Regions from separate parts of the Pan troglodytes genome. Here region 1 is linked to region 2. Evidence: chromatin contacts called from public HiChIP or PLAC-seq data. All regions are on one chromosome and are shown on one strand. Each heading gives the region's core, a stretch centred on a gene start, on an enhancer-like site or on the middle of the called end of the contact. The rest is flanking DNA. Distances are from core to core; before and after follow the strand shown.

Evidence for each region. HiChIP or PLAC-seq counts read pairs in DNA pulled down with a chosen protein or histone mark.
Region 1: an H3K4me3 HiChIP or PLAC-seq map of stem cell-derived excitatory neurons shows a contact between it and region 2, with 6 times the contacts expected there. The contact joins the promoter of DPH5 here to the promoter of S1PR1 in region 2. A contact is called at or near these places in 2 of 7 Hi-C or Micro-C datasets (blood and stem cell-derived neural progenitor cells) and 1 of 1 datasets of contacts at active chromatin or transcription factors (stem cell-derived excitatory neurons).

What each region holds. Positions count from the first base shown.
Region 1 is chr1:130,151,183-130,155,304 of NHGRI_mPanTro3-v2.0_pri, forward strand. DPH5 (diphthamide biosynthesis 5) reads left to right here and starts at 2,475. Exons shown (of 8, transcript XM_009426433.5): 1 at 2,475-2,570; 2 at 2,841-2,998. The coding sequence starts at 2,864. It overlaps LOC736093 (a long non-coding RNA gene), which reads right to left and starts at 2,457. Exons shown (of 6, transcript XR_010153056.1): 1 at 2,245-2,457.
Region 2 is chr1:129,939,445-129,943,052 of NHGRI_mPanTro3-v2.0_pri, forward strand. S1PR1 (sphingosine-1-phosphate receptor 1) reads right to left here and starts at 1,815. Exons shown (of 3, transcript XR_010153002.1): 1 at 604-1,815.

The DNA of each region.
Region 1 (4,122 bases), core at 1,225-3,724, 210 kb after region 2:
AATATACCACCTTCTGTATTAATAAAGATGGAAAAATACGTAGCTCAGCTACTAGTGGATAATAATGATTTATTCAACAAACATTTATTTAATACCTACTATGTGCAAGGGATAGTGCTAAACCTTAAAGATGAGAATACAAATAAGATGCAGTCCCTGAATTAACTAAATCAATAGTTTGGTAAAGAAGAAATACAAATGAACAAATATAAAATCTCATAAATTGGTTAGTAAGTATATGTAGAGTAATACTGTAATGAAGAGGAGAAACCTAAATTAGCTTAGGGGGGTGAGGGTCTCTGGGAAGGCTTTCTGAACTTGGTCTTAAAGAATGGGTATTAGTGATCTAGGCAGGACAGAATGGGAGACAATATTCTATGATGAGGCAGCAGCGTAGAGGAACAAAGCAGCATGTTGTGGGCAGAGAACTACAAGCAATTCAGTATTGCTGGAGAGAAAGCTCATGGTATGGAGTGGAGAGAGATGATGCTAAAAAGGTAGGCAGTGGCCACAGCACGAATGATCTTGTGGGGTATGTTAACAAACCTGGACTTTCTCTTGGCCTCAGAAGGATCTAGAAGGGGTGTAATATTTTCAGATTGTTAACTATAACTCTCTGACCCCCTTGAGTGAAGGAGACATGATTATCAGCTACAAGAGTGACAAAATGAGGACCTGAGAATCAAGATGGTGACAGACGGTATGGTTTCTATTGAGATACACAGGCAGACATGACAGACGATGTGGGGGTGACTCCCAAGTGTCTGGCTGGGGTTAATCTGTTGATGACAATACTCTCCTCACCCACCCCCCGCCCCCACCCATCCAAGTAGATAATATGGAAAGAAAAGCAAAATTGAAAGGGAAGGTGATGGATTCAACCTTGGATGTGTTGAATATGCTTCCAGGTTATCTAGGTGAAGATTTCCAGCAGAACGTTAACATGAAGCCAAGAGGGAGGAAGTCTGGATAGGAGGCTGAAATTTGAATCTACAAAATATTAGCGATACTAGGAATTCTGAGTGAACAGCCAGTTTTTGTGAGGTTTTGTTTGTTTTACTTAAGCCATTCTAATAGGTGGGTTGTGGTAGCTCATTGTGATTTAAATGTTTATTTTCCTAATGTCTAATGATGTTTAGGATTTTTTTTGTTTGTTTAAGATCTTTTAAAATAATTATTTGTTATTTGTGTATCTTCTTTGGTGTCTATTCAAATCTTTTGCCCATTTTTAAACAACGAGCTGTTTTATTATTGCTTTTGAGTGCTCCTTATATATTCTCCATACAAGTCCTTCATCAGATACATGCTTTGTAAATATTTTCAGTATGTGGCTTCAAGTCTTTTGAAGAGCATAAATTTTTACTTTGTTGAAGTCCAATTTATCAATTTTTTTCATCACGCTTTTGGTTTAAGAAATATTTGCCTAAATAAGGTCACAAATATTTCCTCCTATGTTTTCTTCTGGTATAGGTTTAGGTTTTCCATTTACATCTACGATCCATTTTGAGTTTTTTGGGGTGTGTATGTGGTGTGAGGAATAGATCAACGTAATGAGAGGGGATAAAACCAGCCACGAAGAGTTTATAGATAGGAAGTGCAAAAAGGTGGATGGAACCTGGGAATGAAAAAAAGCTAAGGTTCAAGGAAGCGGAGTTGGGCATTGTCGGGGAGGCAACAGGAAAATTCTGAGTAACCAACACTGCCTGCTAAGAAAAGCAATGACAGCTGTCTTTTTTAACCTGGATGAGGTCACCTTGGGAAGAGCATTTTCAGTCAAAACAAATCTTCCCTATTCCTAATTACATGTAACCAACAGCTTTATAAGAATTCCCCCGGCAGAAACACTTGAGAGGTCTGAAATCCCTGAGCACTATTAAAGGTCACTTCTTTAGATACAGGAAGGTCTGGGATTCCTGACACTGAGGGTGACTGAAGCATCCTTGGGGCACTCCAGGCATAAGGTCTTGGGGACAAACCCAAGGAGTCATTGCCTTGTTGGGAAATCAGAAGCACACTCACTGCTGGGTTTGCCAATCTCACGCTTCACCAAGAAGACACCTAGTTGAACTACAGGAGGATGAGAAGACTGGAATTAAAATCTGTGCACTCGGCCAAATCCGGGGACAAATCAGGAAAATCCTTCCCAGCCCTCCCTGTTTCTGGAGAGGAGGAGTAGGGCGCAGGGCCCCTCCCGACGACTCTCTTCCACATGGCTCCTCTCGAGCGAAGAGCTACTGCACTTACCCAGGCTTAGGAAGCGGGTGTTTAAGCCATGGGTTAGAGGGCTCGTGAGCACGCCCGATCCTTTCCCTGAGGCTATGAAACGGTGGCTCCACGGACTCCTCTCGGCCGACTGACCTTTCGCCGCCCTGCCCCAGCAGCCGGCGGGTTTCCACCAGTGGAGCCGGGGTCTGGTCTCCGCAGCCCAGTAGCCCGCTAGCCCGGCCCCCTCCCGCTAGTCGTAAAGTGCAGTAAAGGCACCAGCATTTTGCGGCACCGTAGGTGAGGCCGGCGGCGTGGGCCTTTTCTCTGCACGGAGCCGGCGGTTTTGCAGTTGCTTCTGCGGAAAGGTGGTAGTTAAGAATTTGTAAAGGCCAGGGAACTAGCTACGATTCTCTCAGCGGGTAATTGGCTGCTCCTAGGTTTGTGTAACAAGCGGCAAAACTGGTAGGGTTGTTTAAAACCTCTTATCCCAGTCCTTAAGCGTGACATAAGGTTCCCAAACGCCTCCTTGTGAGTTGCCTCTTCTCTTGTGCTACTTTGGTTGTCATCGTGTTCATCACTAGATTTTAGATGTCCTCGGTGTAACTGACGGTTTTTCTGTCCACTTCGTCTTGCAGTCTCTCTTCTCCTGAAGTTTGAAATGCTTTATCTCATCGGCTTGGGCCTGGGAGATGCCAAGGACATCACAGTCAAGGGCCTGGAAGTTGTTAGACGCTGCAGTCGAGTGTATCTGGAAGCCTACACCTCAGTCCTGACTGTAGGGAAGGAAGCCTTGGTAGGTGCTGAGCGTTCCCCAGCCTCCTGGGAAGAAAGCTATCTAACATCTAATTTTCATACACTAAGCTGAACAGAATTTTCAGGTCTGCTTGTTTAAACCCTTTGAAACGCATTAATGAACCCTTGTTCATTAATGATCTGAGGAGCAGAAGAATGGAAATTATACACCAACCAAGTGACTTGGAAAATGAAAGGGTGCTTTGTCCTATTTTACAAGTCTAATTTTGTGGCTTTCTCCAGTAAATAGGAAAGCTATTTTATACTCTTGGGGGATAGTTATCAAAACCCCTTATTTCATGAGGTAGTCAAGAAATCCTTTCTGAGTTGAGTGCTAATGAGGTGCTGACACAGCCTTAATGAGTTGGTTATATATATTCAAAAACCAAGCTGAAAGCTTCCCCCTTTGAAGTATGTCCATAGGGAATGGCGATTGCCTTTTTGTATCCTGTCCAGAGAGATCTTATCTTAAATAGACTATCTCCCAATAAGGCTTATACTGATACACTTGTATATATTGAGTGAGCTTGGACTTAATATATACAAATGTATGAGTATACACTTATATGAGTATACACTAAGTAACCAAAGTATTTGTTAGTATATTATACATTTAGTTGGCCCTCATAAGGGCCCAGTAAATTTGGGGGAAGGGTCAACTTCAGGTTCATTGTCAAACTCTAAGTAGAATGTAAATCAAAAGATTAATACATATGTTACGGGAGGAAGGAGCAGATTTATTGTCATGTCTTCCAAACAAAAAATAGACTTAAAATTTTTAGGCCTCAGATTACTTTAAAATCTTATAGAAGGAATGAAGAACTGCTACTTGAATTGGCCATGCATTTAAATAAAAGTTGTGTGCAAAGACCAACTTTGATATATACATATATGTGGAGAGAGAGAGAAAATAAGTCTTGCTCTGTTGCCCAGGCTGGGGTGCAATGGTATGATCATGGCTCACTGCAGCCTCAACCTCCTGGGCTCAAGTATCCTCCCACCTCAACCTCTCGAGTAGCTGAGACTACAGGTGGGTGCCATCATGCCCAGCTAATTTTTTGTATTTTTTGTAGAGAGAGGGTTTTGCCACATTGCCCAGGCTGATCACAGGTTCCTGGACTCTAG
Region 2 (3,608 bases), core at 565-3,064:
AACACGTTGACTCCTCTCCTAGGACTAGAAAGTTACAAAGAAACTTTCTAAGACGGCACTGGTCAGCAGAAGTCTACTTCTAAGTTGCTTAAATATTTCAAGGTAATGCAGCAATGCAATAAAATGAGGTAATAGAGATGAGAACAATCCCAGCAACTCCGCGAACAGCAGAGGCTGCTCAAGCCAAGAAGCTCCGCATTTTCCCCCAACTAATGTTATACCCTGCTCCTGGGCAGTACTAATTTAAGCCATTACCCACGCTCCACACCACCCACCATATTCTTTGTCTATAGGATTTCCAAAATTTAACGCCTTCCCTCCTATTCCTCCGACCAACTGCAATTTTCACTGCCCCTACACCCGTAGGTTCCACAGTTGGGAATTAACCTTTTTTCTGAACTCCATAAATCACAAGTGCCCAAGAACAATCTGATCGAGATGGGCTCCTTAGTAGCCTAGAGATGCAAGTTTTCAGCGCCCGGAGATGCATGTTTTCAAAGTTTTTGTTTGCCTCGTTCGACTTAAAAATTCGTTTCTGACACCTAAGCCCTACCACAACCGGGCTCCCCGCGCCCGCGTCCCCCGCCATTCGCCGCCCCCTACCTCGCTCAAGCAGGGCGAAGTTGCGTTCGGAGAGCCCGGGATCTGTACGGCTCGCTTCGCATCTTGCTGCTGCCCCCGACTGACTGCGTAGTGCTCTCGCAAACTTACTCGAGTCGGGGTCCCCTCCCTCCGCAGCGGAGCACTCCAATGGCCAGTCCGGCTCGCCGCGGCCAGTTCCCTGCCTGCTACGCGAAGTCACCCAGCGCCGCGCCAAGGCTAGGTGGTTTCTTCAGGAAGAGGCTGGGAGGGGTTAATGCCTTAACCCCCCCCACGCCCTCTGCCAGCTGGGGGCCCCCGGATCTGAACTGCTGAGACGCACTGTCCAGGAAAGATCTGGGGCAGAAGCAAAAAAAGAACCCCTCCTCCCCAAACAACAAATGAAAGAAAAAAAGAGAGAGAAGGGGCGGAGCCCGGTAACCCCTGGATTCTACTGTATAAATCACTGCCCTCGCCCAGATAGATGCTGATCCCTGGCTGTGGAGAGGATTCTCCCGAGCCCCTGAAAAAAAAAAAAAAAAAGGTGGAGAGACTTTGAAAACTTTTCTCTCGAAAAGTCTGAGGAGGCAGAGGACGGCCCGGAGTCTCGTAGCGCACCGCCCTGGTCCCACACCCCCCGCAGCCCTAGGAGGATCGGTGTGCTGAGCTTGTGGCCAGGAGCTCCCCGAGCCACTTTCGCGCGAGCAGCAGAAAACCTGAGCCGCGGCCCGGCGAGTGTCGGCGGCGCTCTGGGGAGGAGAGGCTGGGAAGGGGCTGCGAGAGGTACGGAGGAGACAAGCAGCCCGGGAGGGAGAATGAACCGGGAGGTTCCTGTACTCCCCCCGCCACCCCAGATCCTCGTGCTACTCGAAACTGCGGTCTGAGGGGCAGTGGCTTTCCCAGAGTGCACAGAGAAATGAACCGGCGCCGGTTTTGGTGTTGGGCGAGGGGTTTCCCTCAGCTGAGCACAAAGTCAGGCTGTGTGTCCCAGATTCTGGCCAATGGAGATGTCGTTGAGGGGGTGGGCTGCTGCTGAGTCCTGAGAGATTCAAAACGCCTGGGCAGCTCAGGAATTTCCAAAGGGGAAGATTCTCGGCCAGGAGCTGCGGAGCAACTGCAGCTGCCCAACAGGAGCCGGCACCCTTCTCTCACATTCTGCTTGGGAGTCGACTCAGAGGCCTCAAATTCTCATTACTAGCACTTTGCCCACCCTTTTCTTTTGCTTAGATGCTACTTAAGAACGTGAGGCTGAGAGGCGGCCTTGGTCAGATCTGCCTGCGTGACAAGCTCAGGACAGGACGCTTCTGCCCTTGCATTACTGTTGTAAAAGTTTCCACCCAGTCCCTGGTCGCACTGCGTTCCCATCCCGGCAGATGTGAACTCAAAAACTTCCTCCGCTGTGCAGTTTCAATTGGCAGACACACCCTGTACCTGAATGACTCAGAAGGAGGCAGAATGAACAAACAACAGACCCCTGACTTCTGGGATTTTGTGAGTTTGCCAAAAAAAAAAGAAGTGACAGTTAATTCACAGCTGTTTTAAAGCATTCATCGACAGCGACGCACCCAATACATACCCACAGCTTCAACAACAGTACAGTGCATATAATGTGGAAACCAAGATAACGGTCCTCTAAGACTCCAGAGTAGATCCTAATTGGATTTGAAGACTTATTTCACTTAAAGGGGAAGAGGTATATTGTGTCTACCCAGCACAACAAAACGGGGGACTTGGCATTCCCCCCCTTCTCCCGCCTCCACCCACACTAATTTATGCATTCTTTAAAGCCAAAGGAATCAAAGTGAAATTTCACACCTAGTCTGTATCAAGCATGTGCTAGGTTAATTTAACCTTACTGCTCTGTGAAGTAAGTAAGCATTGCTGGCCATTTTATTGTTGAGAGTCATTCAGACAACTAAGGTGACTTGTAGATTTCCCAGCTAGTGAGTGGCAGAGCTGGGTTCCAAAACCTAAATATTGCAAATGCCTTGCCTTGTGGCTCAAACGCTATCAGTCAATAAACAGTTAAGGAATTGAAATATATGTTCCTAGAGGGAAACAGACTTCTAGATTTAAAGTTTTACATTTGCTGCATTTCTGGCTGTACAAGTCTACAAAATGCATGTAAAAGTATGCTAATGAATGTCCTTTTAAAACCACTCATTTTCTACGTAAGCATACAAAGTGTATACATATGCATATTAATGAATGTTTTCTAAAACTTCTCATTGTCTGCCTATGATATCTCATGTAACATTGTACTTTTAGTATTTGCACATAGTGTTACACATATTAATCCATTTAATCTGACAAGTTAGGCACTATAATTATTCTAATTTTACAAACAAGGAAATTGACTCCCAGACATATTAAGCAGCTTGATTAATGTGGGACAGGCTGCAGACTCTTAACCACTACTCCAGACCACCATGATAAACCTCAAACAGGTTCAAGAATTTCCTTGGGGATATCAGTTGTTTTCTTGTGAATACCACTGGTTTTTAACATTCAATATTGATAAAGTGTTTTACAGAGTCCAAAAATCTTTCAGATTGTTATTTAATAATATTCATCTTTAGTACACACCTATGAGATATAACTGTAGATGATCAACTTAGGTAAAATTAGATAGTAGGCAAATGTTTCCAGCAATGGCGTCCTGGCCAATTCCAAGTCTCTAGTTCCCTTATAAGTCTCTTCCCATTGCTCTCCAAGGAGGCCCTAAAAATTGCATTCTCAAGCTATCTCCTGAATGCCAGTACAACTCCCTGTCTGCTGCTGCCTAGAAGTCAAGCCCAATATTCCTACCTTAAGTTTGCTCCATTTCCAATTTTTGATTTCAAAGTGGCTTTGTTGTTCTTTACACATGCTTTAGTGTTTCTCTTTAAGAGTTTCCAGATAAAATACCACACAATCTTTGGAGCATACACTAAACAAAAATTTGTCATAAATGTGCCATTCAAATGTAACTGTGTGAGCTATCTTTTTTTTTTTTTTTTTTTTTTTTTTTTGAGACAGAATCTCACTCT